Linked DNA regions of Ovis aries: region 2 is linked to region 1. The links are chromatin contacts, called in public Hi-C maps. All regions are on one chromosome and are shown on one strand. Each heading gives the region's core, a stretch centred on a gene start, on an enhancer-like site or on the middle of the called end of the contact. The rest is flanking DNA. Distances are from core to core; before and after follow the strand shown.

What was found. A called contact is a pair of places that touch in the nucleus more often than the background predicts.
Region 2: a contact with region 1 is called in a Hi-C map of hypothalamus, with 3 times the contacts expected there. The contact joins the promoter of TECTA here to the enhancer-like site in region 1. A contact is called at or near these places in 2 of 16 Hi-C or Micro-C datasets (hypothalamus and liver).

The regions. Positions count from the first base shown.
Region 1 is chr15:31,293,734-31,299,697 of ARS-UI_Ramb_v3.0, forward strand. It overlaps GRIK4 (glutamate ionotropic receptor kainate type subunit 4), which reads left to right. Exons shown (of 21, transcript XM_042232998.1): 14 at 2,204-2,313. Among named protein-coding and RNA genes, the nearest start is that of TBCEL, 73 kb to the right of the region's middle. Within about 2 kb of position 2,343, at least 16 of the 54 cell types and tissues checked have an H3K27ac peak or open chromatin away from gene starts, as enhancers often do. A contact at or near this core is called in hypothalamus and liver, where this site is marked.
Region 2 is chr15:31,448,695-31,454,658 of ARS-UI_Ramb_v3.0, forward strand. It overlaps TECTA (tectorin alpha), which reads left to right and starts at 2,810. Exons shown (of 23, transcript XM_042232999.2): 1 at 2,810-2,873. The coding sequence starts at 2,810.

The sequences.
Region 1 (5,964 bases), core at 1,093-3,592:
AGGTGTGTAGATGTAATGAGCATCTTCACCCCCTTTTAGACTCATGCTGTCCCTTCCTGCCTCTGCACTGGCTCTTCGGATGATGGTGAAGGCATGGTTAGTCCATGATGGACACAAGAATGACTAACGAGGGACTCCAATTCCGCTGTCTTGCGTCCTTCTTCCTGTTACACAATTTACATAGTGATAGGGCCGTACATACTCAAATGGTCTTCTCCCTGTTTCTCTCCTGTTCCCCTGGTCACTGGGCTTTGTCCTTCAAGCTGTTTTATTTTCCCAGTCACCTGAGTGTTCTCTGCAGCTCAACATGAACACACATGAGGCAGAAAAATTGCAGTTGGTATCAGAGGGCAGTTCCCTGGTCTAAGCCACATTGGGAGAGAAATCCAATTTCAGACAGACCACCCCAGGGGGCACTGTCACACTGATGAAGGACTTCAGGATCCAAGAACCAGTGCCCCACTGGCAGAGGGTAAGCTCTGACTTCTTCACTCTGTACCCTCTGGACTGTGTCCTCAGTGGGAGAATAAAATTATACTCCCAAGTGCTTTGGGAATTTGTCTATTGGCTCACTGGGAAGGGATGGAGAACTCACCAGAAGAGCAGCTGAAAATCAGCCACAATTGGGGTTTGTGCAGATACAACAGGGCCTTGCAGCATTGTCTCCCCTGCTCCTTAGATGCTGCCTTGGGAGCAGCTGTTGTTAGCTGCAGTTTCTCAGCATTATCTCATGGTCTGGCTGTCCCTGGATAACAAAAGCCCAGAAAGCTGATTGAGATTAGCTCAGTATTGGCATAGATAGCTCCCCTTGTAGTGTCTGGGAACCCCAGTACAAAATGACATACCTTGATACTGACAGCAGGTTGTGCCATGACTGATATGTCCTTGAACTTGAAAGTTTACCTGTTCATAGCACTCCTGAGCTTAACACTGATTTTCTATCCTATCCGTGGACCTCGTAGATTCCTGGAATCATAAAGTCATATCATTTTCGATTTAGAATGGTCTTTAGGGAGCATCTGTTCCAGCGGTTTCATAGTAAGTGGAAGAAGCAAGCCTGGTTCAAGGCCAGGGCAGCAGTGGGAGCTGTAGAGTGGGGCCCTGTCTTGAGTGAACAGCCACCACTCAGCTCCAGCTGGTTGAGAATTGGGCCCAATGTGGCCAGATCATCCATTTTTAAAGCCAGAATCTGGATTTTTCTGGAAACATCCTAGTCACTTAATGTTGACAGCTTATCAAAATGAGTAAACACTACAAGTCAACAAGCAAGTGGTCTGTGGGCTGCAGGTCACTAGGGTATCACCTTTGATCTAGATCAGCTCCAGTGGAGTCTGGAGAGGGGTGTGCACTTGCCTGAGACCACACTGCTAAAGACCAGGAGCAGATTCTGAAATTCCTTCCTTCTCGTTCCGTCTCACTTTCCTGCAGAAAATGCCCCCCTGCCTCTGCCAGAGTGTGGTCCCCAGCTTTCTGGCTGGTTCTTGGCTCCATCCTTTGGCTCCCATGACTGCCTGGCCTAGGAACAACCATGTTTTTCTGCAGTATCGTGGGCTGCATCAGATGCCCTGGGCTTTGTGTCAGCAAGCGTGCATTTGAGTCCCAGTTCTTCCACTGATGAGCTGTCTAACTTTGGATACATCTCTCGAATGCCCTAGGGCTTTGATTTCTTTCCGAATACAATGAAAATAAGAATCTGGGCGCTACACAGCATCCAGTTTGAGGTTTACCTGAGAAGGTCTCATTGTATGTGAGATCACCCTGCAAACCAAAAACCAAGCATGCCTATCAAATTAGCATCCTCGTAAGAAAGACGTGAGTGGCAGAGAGGGGGCTACATGTCCTTGGACATCAACAGCTCAAAGGTGCTTCAGAGCCTATCCACGCTGCCCCTGGAGGACATGGGGACGCATATAACGGACACTGAGTGCTGTGCTATTGCCCAGCACAGAGCCTCCTTCATCCTAGGAAGTGATGAGGCCCTGGGCCGTTCTTTAGTTTCATCTACTGAGTTAAGGGCTATGTAGATGTTTCAGAGCAGACCCCTCTACACCTTCGGCCCCTGTGTCATTTAAACCAATCACCCATAACCCAAGGCAGTGCAGTCTGGGCCCATTCCCAGCTCACCAACCCCTCTGCCCTCCCCTGCCCAATGGCTGTGCTAACTGAATGCATACATGAATCTCGTTTCTGTCTCCGTTTCCAGGGACGCAGACCCGGCTATTTCTCCTTCCTGGACCCATTTTCTCCGGGCGTCTGGCTCTTCATGCTTCTAGCCTATCTGGCCGTCAGCTGCGTCCTCTTCCTCGTGGCTCGGTACTGGCTTCTCCCCTTCCCTGTCCTCACACCGCCATCTCGTGTCCACCTCTGGGAACTGCACGGGCAGGGGTGGGAGTAGGAGGGGGCGGCCTTGGTCCCAAACCAGAGGAATGGGAGGCGGGCTCAGGACCCGAGCCACTTGGCCCGGCTGTCAGCTGGGCACTGCCCGTCCATCCATCTATGTGCCCGTCCCCTGATATGCACAACATAGACAGGCGAGCTTGTCCGAATTTGTGCCCCTTGCCTCTTACCCCTCTCATTCCCCAGTCTCCAGCCCCCTGCCTTGGGAGAGAGAGGAGGGGAGGAAGGTGGTGGGAAGATTACTCTGATTAAGTGTTCTGCCTTTGGCTGCCCTGGCATCTGTCCTCGCCAGGACCTGCCACAAAGTGCTGAGTGACAGGAAACAGAGGCTGCAAATCCGGAGTTGGGAACCGGCAGCCTCAGTGACACAGGCAAGGGAGACGGCCTCCTCTGCAGAGGGCCTGGCCCTTCCCCAGCCCGGTCTGTCTGTGAAAACACAGCTGCCTTGTTGAATGGAGACCGTGCAGGGAGGCTGGCAGCAGCAGGGCAGGATGGAGAGCAGTGTTGGCAAGCAGCGCTGAGTTGAGACACATGGTCCAGATCCAGGGTCGGGGAGGACAAGAAACCCATCCCCCATCTCCCTGGACACGAGAGAGTGTCCCTGAGCCCAGGAAGAAGCCAAGGAGCATCCCAAGAGGATGCGCAGAGAGGGTCATTTCTCTCTGAGGCTAAGTTGGGCTTCAGAAGAGCCCACTTACTATCCAGAGGCAGAGCCAGCTCCCGTGGTTCAGGGTCATTCATACAGAGCCCTGCTTCCTGCTCAGAACTCAGCTGATCACCTCAGGGGAGCCAAGACCCACTCAGATTGAGAGTCTAGGGGGCTGACAGTGGCTCTGGTCCAGCTGTCTGCTCTCCTCTGCCTTGGGGCTACAGGGGCAGCGCTGGCCTATTCTGAGGTGAATGGTCCACCTCTATGAGGTGGGGTCTTCCCCAGAAGCACGTTTATTCATTGCTCAAGGGGAGCCTGTGCTCCCTCCAGCTAGAAGATGGAACTCCCAGGAGGGAGGGGATGCGTGTATAATTATGGGTGATTTCCATCACTGGGCTTCCCTGGAGGCTCAAAGGTTAAAGCATCCACCTGGAATGTGGGAGACCTGGTTTCTTCGATCCCTGGGTAGGGAAGATCCCCTGGAGAAGGAAATGGCAACCCACTCCAGTACTCTTGCCTGGAGAATCCCATGGAGGGAGGAGCCTGGTAGGTAGGCTACAGTCCATGGGGTCGCAAAGAGTCGGACACAACTGAGCATCTTCACTCACTCACTCATTCACAGAGGAGACCAGCCTTCCCTGGTGGCTCAGGTGGTAAAGAATCCTCCGCTTGCAATGCATGAGACCCAGGTTCGATCCCTGGGTCGGGAAGATCCCCTGGAAAAGGAAATAGCTACCAACTCCAGTATTCTTGCCTAGAGAATCCCATGAACAGAGAAGCTTGGTGGGCTACGTTGGTGGGCTCTCAAAGCACAACCAAACAACTAACAGACACACACATACACACACACACAGACACACACACACACCAGGAACCAACACAACATTGTAAAGCAATTTCCCCCCAGTTAAAAATGAATTTTAAAAAATGAAAATGGAGCCCCAAGGATCTTCGGAGTACAAACCCCTAGGGCAGTTCCCTACCTGCCCAAGAGGCATGGCATCACCCACTCCATGCCTCTTCCAGTGGAGATCAAAGCCAGGTTCAGGAAGTCGTTCCCGACCCCTGAGACCCAGCCAAAGGGGGAAAGGCCTTGCTTACAACCTGGTCATCATCACAGGGTGCTGCGTGTGCCGCTTGGTGCCACCTACCCTCCTTGGGCCTGTAGCCATGCCCACTGTCAAGAATCTGTTGTCAGTGTCGACTGGCAAGGCGCGGGAGCTGGCACGCCATCTGACACGTCCCCTCTGCACTTCGCTGGGCTGTCTGCGGCTGCTCACTGGAAGCTGTCTGCCTGAGTCTCGGCTCCGCTGCCCTGGAATTCTCTCTTGTCCCCTTTGATTGAGGCCCTGTGTGTAGAAAGTCATGGTTCTCAGGTGGCCTTGAGGGACTGGAAGTGGTATTAGGGCGTAGCTATCAGATACATACACACACACACACACACACACACACACACACACACACACAAGACTGCTTCACCCTGCCTTTCACAGCCTGAAACTTTTCAATCAGCCCTGGGGGCTTAGACAGTCCCTCTCTCCTGCCATCCACATTCATACACACACACTGGCCCCCCAGGATCCAGAATTAACAAAAAGATTAACCAAAAAATTGTACTAGAGGTCTGATCATACATCATATATATCATACAATATGTATATATATACACACACGCACACACACACACAGACATACAGGCCACTTGATATGAAGAGCTAGTTCATTGGGAAAGACCCTGATGCTGGGCAAGATTGAAGGCTGGAGGAGAAGGGGACAACAGAGGATGAGTTGGTTGGATGTCATCACTGATTCAATGGACATGAATTTGAGCAAACTCCAGGAGACAGTGAAGGACAGAGGAGCCTGGCATGCTACAGTCCAACATGGCCTTAGCAACTGAACAACAGCAGCAAAATACATATAATATCCTATATGAGTAATATCTGAGGGTAGGGTAATTTGGCCCAGGGCAATAGCTTTCAAACTGGGTTCCCGGGGACGTGGAGGCTCCTGGTAGGCGCGGACACGTGGAGGAGCGGTGAAGAGGCTAGGCACACAGAGCTCTGCGGCCTCAGCTCGTCTTCATTCAGGCCAGCTCCACTTCTCTCTCTCATGTATTGTACTTCTGGGTGAGATTTTAGAGGGAAAAGATGTTTGAAAGCCACTGCTCTATGGCAGCCGTTCCCAAGCCAGCTGATATCAGAGTCATTCAGGGAGCTTTAAAACAACTTGAATGTCTAAGTCAGATCATCTCAGAATCTCTAGGGATGAGGCCTCGGGAATCTGTAGTTCTGAAGCTCACATCCAACCACCCGTAGGCTTGGGAACCACTGGGGTGAAGCCCCACGGGTCCGATCCAGCCCCGCAGCCCCTGGAAGGAAGGAGGACGTATGGGGGCAGGGGCCAGAGATGGCACACTGGCCTTGTAATCAGCAACAAGTAGCAGCGAAGGAAATGTGAACCAGCCCTGCAGCACCTGCAGACTAGGCTGGGCGAAGGGACAGGAAGGCCGGGGAAGATGATGGCATCGCGTGAACACACAGACCTGCCCTTCTTGGCATATGTCCAGATGCGTCTCCCACATCAGAGCTGAAGGCTTTGTGTGGGAGGCATGCTAGGGAAGAGGGAGGGCATGTGTCTGATGGGCAGGAGGTTAGGGTATCAGAGACATCAGAGGTACTGCTGGGAGAGAGGCCAGCGTGAGGCTGTGAGGGACAGTCAAAGGAGCCTGTGTGCCTTGTCAACCCTATGTGCCCATCACACTCATCCAGGGAGCCCTGAGACATGCTGAGGCCCAGGCCATCCCTGGACAAATGAAATCAGAACCTCTGGGCATGGAATCCAGGTGTTGGCATTTTTTAAAAAGCTCCTGGGTGAGTCTGAAACACAGACACGGTTGAGAACCAGGGCTGGAGGGA
Region 2 (5,964 bases), core at 1,560-4,059, 160 kb after region 1:
AAGGAAAATGCTTTTCAAGGTGAGTCTTGGATTTGAGTTAATTTTACTGGGAAGAGACACCCCCAAAGTCAGGCTTTCTATTCTATAAATATGTGCCTTTTGGAGAAAGATAGATAGATATTTGACACATCTGAAAGTAATTATATATGGAGAGTAGGGTAAAAACCCTACTGAATTACCACAGGATATTGGAAAAAATATATATTGACTAATTTAGACTGAAAAATCAGTTCCCCAAACCTCTTGTCCATTTTAGGACAATGTACTGAAAACTGGAGTTATGTCTTTTGACACAGTTGGCATTTAAATGTCTGGTCAGAGATAAATTTGGAGCAATTTTAAATTCCTATTAATTTACAGAGAGTTTTTCCCTGCTACATTCAAATGATTTCCTTTTTTAAAAAATAAGTCTCACTTTAATAATTTTGGATAATAAACTTCGTTTCTGCCTTAGCCAATGTTTCTCATTCTGCATCGACAGAACTGGAAACAGTTTTAGCCTTGTTCATGATGTTTAAATACCTAGAACAAAATTTCATCAGGAGGGGTTCTATCTTCCCCACACCCTCCGAGGACCCTCACTAGGCATCTCTGGAGGTTTTCAGAGCCTTTGATTTTTCCTTTGTGAAAGATCATGCCTCACGCTGCTTACCTATTCCCTGGCCTAATCCTCTGCCCTGGGGTGAATCAAAGTAGCAGAAATAAAACCTAGAAAATTTTGAGAGCATTTCTTTAAATACTTCATGCATACCTGTGAAAATACAGAGTAGAGTCTATCAGTGGCAATTGTTCAAAACCAGAGAGACAAAAAAAGCCTTTAGTAGCAAACCAGCTTCTTTTAAATGTTGGAGGCAGCAGCTTTGTTTGTAGTTTTAAAATCATGCTGGTGGATGCTAATTCTGTAACATTATACAGTTCTCTTTTTTTGGGTACAAAGGTAGAAGGGGGGGTTTCTTTTGTGTTTTCAGCGCAAAGTGATTCTGATCAGAAAGGACCAAGGTTTCAGCTCCAAGTAACTGACATTTCCATCTGAATCTACTTTTTTTTTTTAAGGGGTGGGAGTGGGGAGGGGGGCAGAAAAAGGTCTAGTTTTTCAGGAAAAGAACCTCTCTACGCAATCCTGAAACTGATCTTTAGATTTACTTTTCCTTAATCAATAGGAAAAAAAACTTGATTGCAACTCAACACTTAACCTGACTCTAGCAGAGGACTAACTGAATTTTTGGTTTTAAGAGAAGGGGATTCAGACATCATTTCAGGAATCAGAAATAATTGGCAGCAAGTGGGGGAGAACTGACATAAATTCTTATTTTACCTAATTTTTTCCGGGTTTACCAAGATTTGGCTTAATATTTCCGACTCAATTCCTCCAGTCCCTGCCGAACAGGTTAGTGACATTTTTCATAAATACAAATATTTAAATGAATCCTCCTTCCTGCTCTCTGAACTCTTTCCCTAAGGACTTCAGTCTTAAACCTGCCTGACATCTCCTTCTGCTAAAAACTGTGTGTGATCTCTGCTGAAGTCTTAGTCACGTTTTCAGCAAAACTGACGAATATTTATGGTGTGCTTGAGATTTCAATGCGTGTGCTTGACAGCTGAAGATTTACAATAAAACTCGCAGAGGAGGTTCACTGATTTTTCCTTGGAAGTTTGGCTGATGAATTGTGATAGCTTCCAATAATAGGGAAGGGTTTTATTTTTAAGAATGCTGCCGGGAGCAAGCTTCAGGGTTTCCTCTACACTCGCTTCGGTTCCAGGTGTATGTATAACTGGGAGCTTGCATTTTAGCTCTACAGAGCGGCACAGACTGTCCAAGGGTAAAGCCACCGGTTCAACGGATTGTAACTAAAATGAAAACAAGTTCGCTTCTGTGATGTTCTTTCTCTAACTAATTTGCCACGACTAATGACTTGCTTTTGTACTGGATTCTATTTTTATCGTAATTTCAAAGAGCCATCCTGACATGATTCTTTTTTTGTTATGTGTCTATTATTTATTTCGCATTTGGATGGTCAGTGGACAAGAGTCTTATACTGCCCGCGACTCTGGTCAGCACTTCAAAATGATGGACTGGCTCCATACTTTAGAGAAGGGGATGCGTGTGCACGCTTAGCTGTGTCCAGTTCTTTGCGACCCCATGGACTGCAGCTCTCCAGGCGCCTCTGTCCATGGAATTTTCCAGGCAAGAATACTGGAATGGGTTGCCATTTTCTCCTCCAGGGGATCTTCCCAACGCAGGGGTCGAACCCGAGTCTGCGGCGTCTCTTGCATTGGCAGGTGGACCCTTTACCACTGAGCCGCCCTTCGAGGAGGGGACAGCAAACTCTAAATCCTCCTGCCTGTAGGACCACCTGTGCTTTAACTGGCTTTTATTGGATCTTGAATGAAAGCTGTTGTGATAATGAGATAGCCTGGTCTCACAGAGGATGGATGTCTGTTCTAGAGACCCACCAGGCATCTTTAGAGTGAGGTGCTGGTTTTCAGGGTTCTAGTAGCTGGAGCGGAGATGCCTTTCCTTACTGGTTGTTTGCTCATTGATTCTATATAATTTCCTGACAATTTAAGTGATTCATTACACTTCCAAACTGCTTCTCATTGGGGAATCTAATTTGTCCACAAAGTATTGAACTGAAGAGGCCCTGCCAGCATCCAGGGCACTTCAGCCTAACTCAGAACTGTTGCTGCTGTTATGTGAATGCTCTATGACGTTTGTGATGTGTCTTGGGATTTGCCACCAAATGCACCTGGTGTTCTGTTTACTCTGGCAAGCTGGGGATTTTTTTCTTTTTCTTTTTAAAATTCCAGGATGAATTATTCATCATTACTTAGAATTTGGGTCTCTTTCATCTTCGCACTTGTATGGCACCAAGGTGAGTACTACAAAATTCCATAAAGCTCGTGATTAGCACTCTCTTGAATTTATAAAGAGACGCTTTTGTTGGAGCCATAATTGTCAGGGCAGGTGTACATGTGTCTACTGTTACAACAAGAAAAATGTAAACTAAATTCTCTTGTCAAGGGCAAAATATATTAACTTTGAATGATGTTCACTTACATCCCTACTTTTTCTTATTTTACTTGGAACACAATTTGCTTATACCAGGTTGCCCCATGTAAATGGAGTTGGTCTTTAAGATAATGCAAATTATTTTCATTAAAAGTATATAGGGTTGGTGCATGTGCAACCTGTCCCTGATGACTGATTCCAAGGAAGGCATTGAACTGGTGGCACAAACTTTAAAAAAAAAAAAAAAACACTTATTTAAGCCAAAATCAGAAAAGTTCAATGACATTAATGTCAGTGACTTGAGTCTCAGTGACCATTTACCATGGCCAAAAATCTAAAACTGCAAGTGAAATAAGAAAATTATTCCCCTCCGTGATTTCTCTTTTTTCTCTATGTAGCATTGCCTGGAGTAGGTAAAAGCTTGCATGGATTTCTTTCTACAGTTTTTGAATTTTAAACAAGAAACGTAGGAAAGTTTATATTGATTTGAAATGTTCCTGACTAAAATTCTAGAGCGTCTGTCTTGGTTTTGTTTGTTTAGTTGAACGGACACATGACCACAAGTCTGAGGGAACAGGTGTATGAGGCGTGTGGAGCCCTACCATTTTTCTAGGGTTGGATAAACTTAAGCAGCTATATCGGGCAGGCCATGGTGTGAAACCCCACAATAATGAGTCCCTCTGCCCCTCACCCACTACTGCACTAAGAAAGTATGTCTTATTTGTTGGGGGAAAAAATCTCCTGGAAACATAGTTATGTTTACTGTAAATTCCCTGCTTAAGATCAGCACAAATAAGGAGTTTTCTTTTATTAACTCTGATGCTATCAATAAGCCATGCTGTTAACAAGTCATATTTTTATAATGGTAATGACTTTAAAGTGGAAATTACTGTAGTTTAAACCTACTCTCTTTTATCTTTTATTAAACATCTTTTTTTTTCATTCAACAAGTATTTGCTACGTACTTGCAATATTAGATATCCTGAATCTTTGTATTCTTATATTGAAAAATGTTAATTGTCCATTCTTTTCCTGTCTAAAATCATGAACTATTTAGGATCACTCATGAAGAAAGGACTCTTGCAAATTTGCATTGCCTTTGGAGCAGAGAGAGAAGTTAGAGACAGTCTCTCTGACCATAGTTTTCCGTCTCCTCCAAGAGGGATGAGGAGTTTCCATTTCCTTGGCAGCTCAGCCAGTGCTGCCCTGAATACAAATTACTCTTTCCATTCAAATGATTGCAATTCAGTGTGAATCAGGCCTTTATTTACACTTGGGTGTCACTCCTAAAAAGTTCCCCATGAAGGATAAATCCATAGCAAGATTTGATTTATTATTATTATTAATTTGAGAAAGCTCATTACCCTTCAAATTTAATAAGTACCTATATAGAATTCTATGATAAGGATCACAAAGAAATTTTTAAAAAATTCCTCCCTTCTAAGAATTTGGAGTTTGTTACGTCTATGTAATTATGACTGTTAGAAAAGAATCCTTTCTTGTCTACTGATTGTGACACTAAATAAAGCACGTGGGCTGAGAGCTCCTGTGATGAAATTAATTATAGCACCTCTGAAAGCTCCTTCCTTTGGCTGGCTTTGCAGCGACTTCTGCAGGCTGGTGTTCACTAAAGACCAGACTCCTTTCCCCGCTTTCCTCTTATATTAATCCTTGGCAACAGAGGTGCTCTTCCTCCAGGCAGACGTCCTGGAATTCCCTTCTTCAGGAGGAGAAAAGCTGGGGCCTGGCCTTGCTGAGTGGCTTTCTGGTCACTCTGTCTCTCTCTTCCGTGAACTGCTGTCTGCCCACGAAAAGACTCCCAGAGGAGCAGGGCAACCATTGGCCATTTGCTCTTTAGCCTATCGACTCTATCAACACAGAGCAGAGACTTTTCCAAGGAGGGCCCCCCTCCACCCAACCTGAGGATGGGTGTCAGCCTCTGGATTGTGGCAATCAGGTACCCCATGAACTGTCAGCAGAAACCCCAAATGGATGCACTGCTGTCCCTGGAAACTAACACACAGTTTTAGAACATGGAGGAAAAGATGGTATCCTATTGCTCTATTTCCATCCAGGCAGAGAAAAAGTATTAGTGGAATGTAATTAATTAATGTAATGTAATCCCAAATGTAGATTAGTTCATACAAGCCATCGGACCTGATCGTTGGTAATGAAGACTCTAGAGAAGCTGTCTCATTTCAATGAACTGGGCCACCCTTTGCAAGAGTTTGGATGAGAAATTTGAGAAATAAGCCAAGTTGCCAGGAGAGGTGGTGACAGGGTTGCAGGAGGTGAGGTGTATGTGTCTGCGTGATGACTCTCACCTTTGACCAGGGTGATAAGTCAGATTCCCCAGCCTCCTCTCCAAAGAACTCACAGAAGCCCAACCTCCTGTGCCCCAGAGTATCCTGTGTCTGGCTTTGTAAACAGGAGCCGGGCAGGGAGCCTTCTCACGGGGCTGGAGCTCAATCAAGGTCATTCACGGGCCACTTACTACAAACCCTCTCCTCCCACCCTTGTCCCAGATCCAACTATTGTCTGTTTCCTCTGGGATCTGCTATCTTCTCCTATTGTGCAGTGGGAAGAAGGGGACTCCTTTCAGGAAAAGTCTTGATAGTAGAATTCTTGAGCTAGGAGAGAATTTCAGAGCCACCGGCCACATTCTCTGTACTCTGCCTTCTGATCAAGGATCAAGCTGGCTAAGCCCCGCCAGACCCAGGGGCCCCTCTCAGTGCTCTGAGAGCTCCAGGCAGGGTCAATTTCACAACCTTCCAGCCAATGATAACCATTGCTGTCTCCTAAATGTATGAAAATATAGAGTGAAGCAGGAAGTGATTTCTCTTAAGGAGAAACATCATCACTTCCATGCTCCTCTTTCCGGAGGCAGAAGATCACGCACTGTGTCCAGCTGAGGTTTAGGATAAATAAAAAGCCCACCTGATGTCTGTGCCATT